Regions from separate parts of the Arachis hypogaea genome. Here region 2 is linked to region 1. Evidence: chromatin contacts called from public Hi-C data. All regions are on one chromosome and are shown on one strand. Each heading gives the region's core, a stretch centred on a gene start, on an enhancer-like site or on the middle of the called end of the contact. The rest is flanking DNA. Distances are from core to core; before and after follow the strand shown.

The links. A called contact is a pair of places that touch in the nucleus more often than the background predicts.
Region 2: a contact with region 1 is called in a Hi-C map of an unstated tissue, with 4 times the contacts expected there. The contact joins the promoter of LOC112732915 here to the promoter of LOC112732910 in region 1. A contact is called at or near these places in 4 of 8 Hi-C or Micro-C datasets (leaf and an unstated tissue).

What each region holds. Positions count from the first base shown.
Region 1 is chr13:118,523,752-118,530,355 of arahy.Tifrunner.gnm2.J5K5, reverse strand. LOC112732910 reads right to left here and starts at 2,442. Exons shown (of 4, transcript XM_025781730.3): 1 at 952-2,442; 2 at 520-780. The coding sequence starts at 2,148. LOC112732908 (chaperone protein ClpC, chloroplastic) reads left to right here and starts at 5,640. Exons shown (of 10, transcript XM_025781728.3): 1 at 5,640-5,980.
Region 2 is chr13:118,726,581-118,733,184 of arahy.Tifrunner.gnm2.J5K5, reverse strand. It overlaps LOC112732915, which reads left to right and starts at 4,015. Exons shown (of 12, transcript XR_011869900.1): 1 at 4,015-4,464; 2 at 4,852-4,917; 3 at 5,311-5,741; 4 at 5,853-5,938; 5 at 6,092-6,236; 6 at 6,563-6,604. LOC140178183 (a long non-coding RNA gene) reads right to left here and starts at 3,434. Exons shown (of 3, transcript XR_011870436.1): 1 at 3,368-3,434; 2 at 3,171-3,256; 3 at 2,874-3,017.

The DNA of each region.
Region 1 (6,604 bases), core at 1,193-3,692:
TCTTGTATACAAGTTGGATAATATAAATTGTATATATATCGTTGACCATGAGTAATAGTCAAACCTTTTATGCATATCACAGTATGACATGTGTAACTAGACATTAATAACTTGATTTTATGATTATTCTAAAATTTTCTTTAACAATTTAAATTGATTTTGACTTCCTCACAGTGAAGAATGAAGAATATAGTTAATTTTTGAAAAAAAGTGTACATTACACATGATGTCTTTAATTTTGTATTTTTTTAAGTGTAAAGAGTATATAATCTTCACTCTTCACCTAACTTTCCTCTTCATCTTAGAATTGCTCATCTTAATTACATCTAAATTTAGCAACATAAAATACATGAAAAGTTGTCCAATTCACTCTTTTCCTAAACAAATGTCTGTAGTAAGTCTCATATCAAGAAAAAGAATCATCTGAACATATAACTTCCAGATAGACATGGTATTGCTCATTGTTAAAATAAAGTTAAGTTAATAAGAAAGAACAAGAACAATAATAGTTAATATTACCCTGGCAGGCTGGTCATTGGGAGTTGGCAATGAAGAAGTGGGGCAAGAAGCAGTTTCCTTCATCATCATGCGGCTGGGAAGAGAAGCAGCTGCTGGCGGTAGAGTAGCAGTATTATTATTAGTTGGTGTCAAAGGATGATGCAAGCTTGAAGCAGGTGCCGTAGGAGGCATTGATTGCAATTCGTTATGAAGGTCATTAATCTTTTGCAGAAGTTCTTTCATATATTCAATTGCATCCCCAAGTATTGAAGCCCTGTCCATCTTTCATAACCACATATATAATAACCATGCATGCTATATATACATGTTAGCTTAATAAAAAATGCGTTTTTGAATGCTTTAAGCTAAGACCTTAAGTTCATGCAGTTCACATTATTTGAGTGAAAGAAGAAGAATGAACAAAACAGTGGCTATTAAGAACACGTTGCTTACTTTGCTGATATTAGGAACAACGGATCTGAGCATGTAGAGTCTGTCATTGAGCTTCTTCCTTCTGCGGCGTTCAGCCATCAAGTTCTTAGCAGGCATCCCTGTCTTCTTCTTGTTATTATTCCCTTTCTGCAAATTGAGATTATTGTTACTGTTTCTGTTGTTGTTTTCACCAATAATATTCTTGTTTTTACTACTACTCTCTGATTCCATCTTCATCATGTTGTTGTTGTTGTCAATACTATCCTCAACCATGTCATGATCAGAATAATCATCATAGCTGTTTAACAAACTTCCATCTCCAGTATCTTCCATCTCCAGCTTCCTTTTCTCTTCTTCATTATTATTCCCTTGTTGTTCCTCCTCATCAAGTTTGCCCTTTCCTCTTTCATCTGTGACGTTGATTTTCCTGTGTTGTGCTGCTCTCTTCTGAAAGAGTGTTGGTTGTGCACCTGATGATGGAGGTAAAGATTCAAGAGGTCTCATGAGTATGTTGGAGTACTTGTTGTTCATCATCCATGATGATGAACTACTACCAGTATTATTCTCAATGTTATTGTGAAAACCCTCAAAGAGGCCAAACTTATTATTGGGCGGTTTATCTTCTTCTTCATGTTCTTGTGGGATTACACAGCTCATGGTTGCTGATAAGCTATTATTATTGGGGTCTGATGATGAGTTGTTCAAACTTGTTGGAAATCCTAAACCCCCCAAGAGAGTAGCATCTACGTTTGATGAAGAGGTAGCGAAAGCTTGAGGTTCAAGAAACCCCATCACCTGTTGGCAACTATTATTATTTCCACCATTTTGATCATACAAAGGGTTATTGGTGGTGCTGCTAGGGATCATCATGCCACTTAGAAGAGAAGAAAATATGGGTTTTGGAGTGGCCTGATGAGGGTAGTGTTGAAGGTTGGTGATGAAGGACATGGATGAAGGGAAAGAAGAGGGATGGAAGAAAGGGTTGCTGTTGTTGTTATCTTGGTGAAAGAAGTTCATGTCCCTTGTATCTGAATCTGAATCCGGAGGTTGATTTTGGATAGTAGTAACAGTGTTGTTGATGTTGTTGTTTGGCATGTACCAATCTTCATTGACTACCTGAGGAGGAGGCATGATAGGAATAGGGACAAGTTCATAGGTGTTGTTGGCATCAGAGAGCTCTCTTTCTTCCATGAGACAAGTGCTGTTTGTGCTGGACATGCTTGTTGCTTCTTGTTGTAGTAACGCAAGTTGGGGGGAAAAAAACAAAGTAGACAAGTTAAAGGTGTAAAGGGATTTGCTTTTACTGAAGGTGTCTCAAGGCCTTGGCTTCTTTTCCGGGGAAACAACGCAAAACCAGCTTCAACAACCACCCAATACCGCGTAACGTATTGTAACGCTATATCGTCACTTCCTTACCGCCAACCAGCATGTTCCGTTCTTGGACTTGGAGATATATATCACTAATTAATTATTCAATGAATAACACCACAGGGTTTAAACATGCTACTTATTGCTTGCATCACTCCCACTTCTGTACTTATATATCTGTAAATACCAGTGTGCAAGTCAGTACAGATTAATGTTCCTTCGGTTATAATTTAATGGGTTATGCTACAAAGGACACCAAAATTAATCACCAAAATTAACTTTTCGTATAAAATACATTTTTACACATTGAAAATAAATTAAACTACCCATATATTTATATATAAATATATTGGTGGCTAAGTTTAATATACAAATAATATTTTCCTAATTGAATATATATCAATTAAAAATAGAATTTAATTTTAAAACACTAATAATGTAGAGTGTTTTATAATAGTGTAATCATATTATTTTTTTAATAATCATTAACGTAATTAATATAAAAATTAATTATTTTGATTGATGTAAAGTTACATAATTAGATACATATATAAAAATATTTTATATTGATAATGTGTTAAAATTAAATTCTTAAAAATAAATAAATAATTTATTATATCAAAAGAATATAAACCGGTAAAGTGCTGAGGAGGGCGGGGAACACTTGCTTATTAAGGTAAACGTTTTTCTTTTCTTTATATTTTTCTCTTTTTCATATATTATATCAATAGATACTAATATATCTATTAAAATTTTTATTTATTAAATATGTGTAAGAATAATAAAATTAAGATTAGTTAAAATGATCAATAATTTACAGTTTAATTAAAAAATCTCAAAAAGAATTTTTTTATAAGAGAAAAGGACAAATAGGTCCCTGACCTTTTGTCCCGCAGACATTTTTGTCCCTGACCATTGAAAAATACTTTTAAGTCCCTGACCTTCACAAAATTTGGACGGATCAGTCCCTCCGTCCAAATGCCTCCGTCAGGGACTGATCTGTCCAAATGCCTCCGTGAGGGACTGATCCGTCCAAGTTTTGTGAAAGTTAGGGACTTAAAAGTATTTTTCAATGGTCAGGGACGAAAATGTCCACAGAGTAAAAGGTCAGGGATCTATTTGTCCTTTTCTCTTTTTATAATTATATATAATGATAAATATTTTAAAAAAATTATATACTATGTGTATAAGTGTATTAGATACAGATGTATATTAGTTTGATATTCAGCCACTACATATGCTATGTATATATTAATATGAATTTAATTTTAATATATTAATAATATAAAATTATATATATCTAATTACATAATGCATATCAGTAAAAATAATTAATTTTTATATTAATTATATGAATCATCTTTTAAAATTAAACTCTATTAATATAAGAGAAGTTTAGTTTTTCTCTGATGAGGACTTAAACATACAGTGCTGTGTTTTGTCATGGGATTGCATTAAAAGAAGTAGTACCTTATTAGGGTTTTGAAAGTCAAGTCTGATATGAGAGAGAGGAAGATGGTAGAAAAACAAGAAAAAGAGGGCATGGTTAAATAAAGTGAGAAATTATGAGAATCAATAAAAATGATGGATATGGATATAGCAGTTTGAATAATCTCGAGCATCTCGTGAATCCCCTTTCTTTGTCAACAACAGTTACTGCCCAATCTTGAAACCAATTTTACACCTCTCTCCCCACCGCACCACAACGCTCATCTGTTTTCCCTACTTCTCCAACTTATATATTTTATTTATTTATTTTCAAAATATTTATTAAAATTACATACGGTTATAATTTTAAATTTCTAACTCATGAATTATTTACTAATGAGTACTGATAAAAGCTAGCTTCAAATTACACTATAATTTTTTATATATAAAAATATACTGATCGATCTAATAAGTATCTTTACCAAAAACCATTCAAAATCATAGCCGAATTTCCAAAACCGTTGAGGCCCGCTGCATGTATATGAATTCTGTAAAAATGTTTTGAAATCATCATAAGATATATGCCCAATATGCTTGGAAAAACAAAGGGGGACAAGATCTTAATTAAGTTGCATGCAGCTGTGCTGTGAGTATATATTATATATGGTGTATTAATGTTTGTCCACTAAGCTCGTGAGCATGTTGCAGAACGTACGTTTAATTTGCCTGTGTCTGATGGTGTGGGGCATATGCCGTATACCAATACCAAGTTATTTAAATCAACATCATTTCATCAATGTGCTGAAAGTGATGCATCTCATCATCCCGCGAAATCAATGACAGCAGTAGTAGGTTTTTCTAGTTTAACTATAACTAAAGTTACTTAACATTTTTAAAAATAAAAAAATTTAATGACTTACGGTTATACGGCTATTTTAAGGAGTAGATTTTTGCGGTGAAAAACGCCACCATCAAGGAAACTTTGGCTGTTTACACCCCCAATACATATTATAATTTTCAAAATATTTCTCATTATTATTTTTCTTTTCATGATATTGAAATAACTTATTTATAATTTTTTTTGGTGGGCAACTTATTTCTAATTTCGTTCACTATGAAATAATAATTTTAGAGAATAACACTTCTTTTTTTTTTGTGTGTGAAAAATAAATAGCATTTAAAGTACTAGTTTTTAAAAATAAGGCCCACAACTTTTTTCTTGGTCTTTGAATAAGGCCCACCTTAAAGTACTGGTTTGGGTAACCCAGTTTATTTTTGGACCATACTTTACCCACTTTTAAGTTTTGCTACAATTTAAGGGGCGGTTCAGAGCGGCGATCCTTGAGAAAAGCCCAATATTTAGGTACATGAAAGCCCATTGCTTTCATTTGAATGCTTACTTCCCTTGACATTGATTTGCGGATTGAGGCAAAAATCTAATGCCTAATCTAGTTATGAACGAATTTGAGTAATTTCATTATGCACGAAACAATAGATTATCTTTCTTGCAAGAAACATTTATTGAACTCAATTTCGTTCCTTTTCCGCTTTGTCCATAGAAAACAAATAGAGAAGAAAAGAAATAAGAAAAATATAGATAAAAAATAAAAATATTAAATAATGTAAATAATAGATATATTGAATATTTATTTCATTAAGTGTACAAATAATTATTTTAATATTAAGATTTAGATAAATAATTTAAAAATATAATATATTTTTATTTGATTAATAATTATTCATATTATTTAAAAAAGTCATTGTTTATCTCCCAAAAAAATAACATTTTTGAACAATAATTACGCTTTACCCATGAATGGCTAAGAAGGGGATAAAATGAGTTGCCAATTGCAAACTGGTCATCAGAATTCACATCCCAACAAAAAGAGCCTCATGCATTTCGTTTCTTGCGTGTCACATTCCAAAGCACTAGAGTGAACCAATAAAAGGCGAACACGTGTTATCGAAGTATGGGGAGAGTTTGATATAATAAGAGAGGGTGCAGGGAAGGGTAGGTAGAGGTGAGGGGCGCAAACGACATATATAAGGCTGTCGTAGTTCTATTGTTGTCGACGACCGCATTTTATCTGTTACCTTTTTCCTCCCTCCTCGCCCCACCATACAAACCGAACTTAAACCCAAACCCTCTCTTTATCTTTCTATCTGAATTTATTTTACAATCCTTTAATTTTTTCCATTTATATTTCTCAATCTTTTCTGGGTCGAAGTTGAATTTGTGTGGCGAGGGCTTCTGGTGAGTTCATTGCGCTTTTTGCGTTTGTTGTTCGGTGTGGTAGTTCAATAGCTGCTTCGATTAGGTTTTGCAGCTAAGGTTGTGTTGAGTACATGGGTTGTTGCATTTTCCCTTCCGTTTGCTTGTGTGGGTTTTACTATGTATGTTTCTGGTTTTGCGCACCAGGTGTTTGTTTAAATGCTTTAATGTGCCTTTGTTGTTGGGCTGACCCCTCTGTCTCTCTCTCTGTCTCTGTCTCTGTCTCTGTCTCTCTCTCTCTCTCTCTCTCTCTCTCTCTCTCTCTCTCTCTCTCTCTCATATGCCTTTAGCTCTATTATTTTATGAAGTTTGTCACTGTCAAGTTTCCAAAGCTTCAAGTTCCTTGTTATTTGTTATAATTATTATTGGTTTCGTTTTGGTTCAATGGTGTTGATTTGTTAGTCCACGTTCGATACTCTGTTGGAACCTCCGTGGGCATCATGTCAAGTTCGGTTTCCTTGCTGGAGTGGTGGCTGTACTTTGTTTTTTTGATGGATTGAATGATTTACTTTAGCTTAAATTGGGAAGTTGTCGAGCAGAATGGAAAATGTTTTTGTTTTCAGCTTTCTCCATAGCTGTAATGTCTTCTTTTGGAATTGTACAATG
Region 2 (6,604 bases), core at 2,766-5,265, 200 kb before region 1:
GTCTAGATCTCAATGCCTTCCTAGATCCAACAAGAACAATTGCAAGGGAATTGTAAATTGCAAAGAGAATAGAAGAAGAGCAATTAACCGGAAATGAAATTCAATTAACAGTAAAGAAACAGAGAGATCCAAGATTGAGATTGAAACAGAATTTCTTCAATTCTCCAATCCAAGATCCAAGACAAATGTAAATGAAATTGAAAGCAATGGAAACAAAGAAATTAAAGTTCACTCAATAACAAAAGCTTTCCGAAAACTATTATGAACATTCCAAAAGGAAAGCTCCCCGAAGAACTTGAATTCTATCCTATTTATACACTTTCTTCAAATGGTCTTCAAGCCTTGAGTTGGGCCTTTGCTCTTGGTGGAATTGGGTTGAAAGAGGCCTTGGTTGATTGCTCTTGAAGTTTGGAGAAGAACCGAAGTGAACCAATTGAACCGGTTTTGAGGTTAGCAAAAGTTGGACCAAAAGTTTGAGCCAAAGTTAGGGGTCTAACTTTGGCTCCAACTTTTTATATCAGCTAGCACATTTTGCTGATATCAACGTTGGCCTTGCCTAGTGTGCTTGTGGCGCCAACGTTAGCCACCAAGTTAGGGGGCTAACGTTGGCGCAAACTTTTGGAGCCCAGGGGAAAATTTTCAAGTTCCAACGTTAGCCTCCAAGTTAGGGGGCTAACGTTGGGGCTAACTTTTCAACCAAAAGTTTGTGCAAAAGTTTGATACTAACTTTAGGTCCAGCTTCTTGCTTCCTGGTTCAATTTCACTTATTCCATTATCTCCTCTTTACTCCTAGCCATTCCTTCTTGCTTCAACCCTTCTCCAAGCTTTCTTCACCTATAATTAATCAACCAAACACATCAAAGCTATGCTCAAAATCATGAGATATTCATTCTTTCACAATATGCAACAAATATTGCATAAAACCTCATGAAATGGCATGAATTCATATATGGTTGATTCAATCAAGGAAAACATGAAAATCTACTCAATTAGCTTGCTTGTAGCTCAAGAAAGTGCATAATTCTAATGAAAACAAAAGAAAAAGACTAGTTAAAATAGGCTAAGATGGCTTGTCATCACTCCACTTGCTAAATATCATGAGCTACAGTATAAGAGCATCCACTGATTAGGCAGCATAATAGGAATGAGTCTATCAGAAAAATGACAAATGTAAACAACGAAGCATCTACACAAGGGAAATTTGAATCTTCAACTGGAAATTATTGATTTACAACAAAAGAATTACCGGCTCAATGATGCTGAAGAACCTTTATCTATTGAACCACATATGCACCTCCCTGAATTTCTGTAACCTCATGGTCCTAGATGGTAACATAAAAAAAAATGAAACAGTGGAAAATATGTAGTAGTAACAAAACTTCTGTGCTAACCAAATCTGACATGTACATTTCATAAATAAAAGTAAAGAACATACTGGGGTCAGGAAAAAAAAAGGCTATTTGAAAGCTGTAAAATCAACCAAAGATATCGCATACCGCGTTGTAAATCGGTATCTGGTTATGCCAAAACTCTAAGGGTGGTAGAAGCAAACTTCTTGCAATATGATTCACGCACAAAATTCAACAAAATTAACAGTAATATCGAGCAAAAATATTAGTAAGTACATGAAAAGTGCACTAGTGCATCAAGTATCTAGGCCAAATAAGAATTAGCTTTTATGAATGAGAACTGGGAAATAACTAACAGGTAATACTTACCTAATCTGGACTTTTTGAAACTTGATAGAACAGACACTGAGGATATCTTCTCTTTCTCACCAATGATCAAGGGGCTTAAACCCTTTTTTCGTAGATATTTGGTTGCAGTGGCAGATCTAGTCCTTTTTCTTTCACACGTGATCTAACTTTTTTTCACTTTTAGCTTTTTTTCTCCTTGAACAACTTTCTTTATTTTCAAATAAAGTTCTAGAAAATCTAGATGTAGAACTTTCATCGAGATGCTCAGATGGTGTATTTGCTTTTTCTGTAGTTACTTTTTCCAGAGATTGCAACTGAGTTGGTGTCACTGGACTGTTCAGTTTGTCTGGATGTTTTAGAGTAATTCCAGAAGCTGGCTGCTTCTGCTGACAGACTTTCATGTTATGATACCTGGTAACATGTCTAATGCTGTCACTACCTTGAGCAGCATTAACCCCACATGTAGCGCTAGAATCATGCCATTTACATTCCGCATGTGGCTTTCTATGAGCTTCAAAAGCTTCCTTTAAAGGTTTTGAAGAAGACAGGATAGATTTTTGTTGAGCTGTTACACTTAAAACATGAAGCTAGATAACAAAAGATCTTGGAGATACGGAAAGATAAAATATCAAAGAGACTATAAGTCATGTGAATGCAAATAATCATAGAACCAAATCATGCAACGTCGTCCAAATATTTACCACCAGAGAAGATCTCAGGATCAATTGATGATACATTTTTAGGAACAACACTACCCAAATCAGTGCCAATAGTTGATTCATCCTTAATCAAATTTGCTGCATAGCTTTCCCAGTTTTGAGGAAAACCAAATAAGAAATGATTGAAGACCTAGCACCATAGAAAACGGGTGAAAAATCAAACTGGAAAGACATACAAATTCTACATTATTTTGATGCTTGTTCGCAAACCAAAACTTAATGGTTTCCATCCAATCTACTGCTGACCCATCATTTAAGAGTTTGACAACCAGGTTAAATTGCTTAATTATGAGGGAATTCATGGGTAGATGCATGTATAAATCTCTTCCAAGACAGAATATGCATATTGATGCCATATGAAATTCCCAAACCACCATGTAATGAATCAATTTGCAAACGTATTTAATCATGTAGAGAAGTAGAGAGAGAATACACCAATGAGTAATGGCTACAAACCTCAGGAGGGAAACCATTACCAATGGTGCGCTGCTCATCAATGAAACCCCTTATGATAATATAAACCCCATCTGTGGTCTCAAGAGAGAACAGACCATGCCGTTTTGCAATGGGCGCACTGGTGAAGACACGCACTACTTCTTCCCTGATTCACGGAATCAAGTTATGCAATTACCAGATTAGATATTTCAAGGAAGACATTACTCCAAATCAATTTCAACAAATCACCAAAATGCATTAAAGGAAGTAAAACAAGGTCACGAAAAGACCTAATACAAAATCAAGCTAAGTTTCTTACCTTTTTGATGCAATGCCTCCAATGGCTAACTGCTTTCCTTCGAATCCATGTTTAGCTTTAACCAGCCACCATTCATACATGCAAACCTTCGCATACGGAAAACACAGGAAGAACCAGAACTACGAAAAAATGAAAAGAGGAAAAATACTTAGGAGAACAAATAAATTGGAAGGAGAATGCGGAGAAGCATAAGTAACCGTTGGTTGGAAACAAGATAAATTGGCGTTTTTAGAGGTGGATGGAGTTGAAGTAAGTTCAGCCATGGTGGGAAACGTGGGAAACAGTGAAATCCCCGTTACTCTTCGCCAGGGCTTCTAATGGCTGACTAATGGTGGCAGAGAAGAAGAAGACGATCGGAGAAGCGCCGTCGCACTTTGCAGCCACTGGTGGTGTCGTTGTCGCTGAGGGTCGACCTCACCGAGAAGCAGTGCAGCACCGTGGTCGTGAAGGTGAGAGAAGCAATTGAACAGAGGAGCTTCGGCGCAGGCCAAGGTGACTCTGAGGCTGGTGAGTGGTGACAGTGGCTGGTGAGAGACAGAGAGAAGGTTGAGAGGGAAAGGTGGCGTCATATGCGAGGGTGAGGGGACTGAGGGTGCGTGGCTGGCTTGCATTGTTCTGAAAACCGAACTGGGTCGGCCAGTTCAACCGGGTTAACCAAGAACCGGTCACCAAGTCAGTGCGGTTGTCCTTATAAACCGCCTGGTAAAAATCAATTAAAAAACCGGTCAACCCGACAATTAAACCGTTGAACCGCTGAAATTGGCCGGTTTTTAGAGGGTTTTCGCTTCGGTATTACTCTCCAAAACGGCGCCTTTTTACGTTTTAAAAAGAAAAAAAAAAAAAAAAAACCTTAATCTACCCAATACCCATGACCCCAACGCAGCCCTGTCACACTCCCACCCCTCTCCTCTCCGAAATTTTGAAATTGAAAGAACAATCTCAAGAAAGAACCCTAGCCACCCAGTCCCGCCGCCCGCAGCCACCGCAGCCCCCAACCCCCGTAGCCACCGCAGCGTGTTAGGCATCGCGTGTGGAAGCTCCGTCGCTGTCGCAGGAGCTGTGTCGCCGTCGTAGGAAGCTCCGTCGCGGTTCTCGGAAGCTGTGTCGACGTCGTAGGGAGCTCCGTCTCGGTCCTAGGAAGCTGTGTCGCCATCGTAGGAAGCTCCCTCGCCGTCGTGTGGAAGCTCTGTGGCCGTCGCCCTCTCCTCTGTTTGAGCGCTCTCTCTCTCTCTGTGTTCGCCGGTGTCGCCGTCTCCTCTATCGTCGACGTCACTTCCCTTCCTCCTCGCCGCCGGTAAGCAGTAAGCACTGTGACTTGGAATCATTTTTGCTGGTTTTAGTGTTTTACTGTTGTTTGAAACTGAGTTGCTGAGTAGCTGGATTTTGTTTGCTGAGTTAATTTTGTTTTCTTGAGTTAATTTTGTTCATGATTTTTTTTTAGCTGGATTTTGTTGGCTTGAGTTAATTTTGTTCATGATTCTCTACGCTGCTTTTACTCTCATTGTTTGCTGAGTTAATTTCTATGCTGCTTTCATCTTTCTTCACTGCATTCTTAGTTATTTAGTGATGTTTCCTCTGTGAGTGTTTTTTCTTCCATATGCTTACTAATAGAATTTATCTCTTATATATTTTGGCATTTATTAATTTGCTTAATATCTTAACATGGTTACCAATAATTCAGTGAGGATAGACGACTAAGATGGCTTTTCAGTAATTTTTGAGGAGGAAACTCCAATCTCACTTTCATGTAAGCATTATCCCCTGCCTTTCTGGTTTTTTGTATCATAAGGAGTATTTACTTTTTGATCTGTGTTGCCTGTGACTTCAAATGAAGACCCTTAGGTGAAAGATGCACTTGAGAATGGGAAAATGGTTTTATCTCTTACCTCCGAGTTTAGAATTAATACCAGTATCTTTTTGGTTCCTCAAATTGTTTCACTAGTTGAAAATTTATCACTTTGCGTTAATCCTATTTGATTGAAACGCCTGGAATCTGAATCTTATTTCTGTAAAACAAATTTACAATATATTCAAATACGACTGCCTCATTTGTGAAAAGCAACTGCACTTGGGCTTTCATATACTAATGCTTGTTTATTATACATTGATAATGCCATGCTTTCATATCTTAATAAGGCAGCCACGCACCCTCAGTCCCCTCACCCTCACGTACGGCGCCACCTTTCCCTCTCAGCCCTCTCTCTGTCTCTCACCAGCCACCGTCACCACTCACCAGCCTCAGAGTCACCTTAGCCCGCGCCGAAGCTCCTCTGTTCGACTGCCTCTCTCACCTTCACGGCCACGGTGTGGCACTGCTTCTCGGTGACGACGACCTTCAGCGACGACGACACCACCAGTGGCTGCGAAGTGCGACAGCGCTTCTCTGCTCTATTTTCCCGGGGCTGCTGTCCCGGTCGTCTTCTTCTTCTCTGCCACCATCAGTCAGCCATTAGAAGCCCCGACAAAGTGTAACGGGGATTTCACTGTTTCCCACGTTTCCCACTCATGGCTGAGCTTACTTCAACTCCATCCAATTCTAAAAACGCCAATTTATCTTGTTTCCAACCAACGGTTACTTATTCTTCTCCTCATTCTCTTTCCAATTTATTTGTTCCCCTAAGTATTTTTCCTCTTATAATTTCTTCATAGTTCTGATTCTTCCTGTGTTTTCCGTATGCGAAGGTTTGCTTGTATGAATGGTGGCTGGTTAAAGCTAAACATGGATTCGAAGGAAAGCAGTTAGCCATTGGAGGCATTGCATCAAAAAGGTAAGAAACTTAGCTTGATTTTGTATTAGGCTTTTTCGTGACGTTGTTTTACCTCCTTTGATGCATTTTGGTGATTTGCTGAAATTGATTTGGAGTAATGTCTTCCTTGAACTATCTAATCTGGTAATTGCATAACTTGATTCCGTGAATCAGGGAAGAAGTAGTGCGTGTCTTCACCAGTGCTCCCATTGCGAAACGGCATGATCTGTTCTCTCTTGAGACCACAGATGGGGTTTATATTATCATAAGGGGTTTCATTGACGAGCAGCGCACCATTGATAATGGTTTCCCTCCTGAGGTTTGTAGCCATTACTCATTGGTGTATTCTCTCTCTACTTCTCTACATGATTAATTACGTTTGCAAATTGATTCATTACATGGTGGTTTGGGAACTTCATATGGCATCAATATGCATATTCTGTCTTGGAAGAGATTTATACATGCATCTACCCATGAATTCCCTCATAATTAAGAAGTTTAACCTGGTTGTCAAACTCTTAAATGATGGGTCAGCAGTAGATTGGATGAAAACTATTAAGTTTTGGTTTGTGAACAAGCATCAAAACGATGTAGAAATTGTATGTCTTCCCAGTTTGATTTTTCACCCGTTTTCTATGTTGCTAGGTTTTCAGTCATTTCTTATTTGGTTTTCCTCAAAACTGGGAA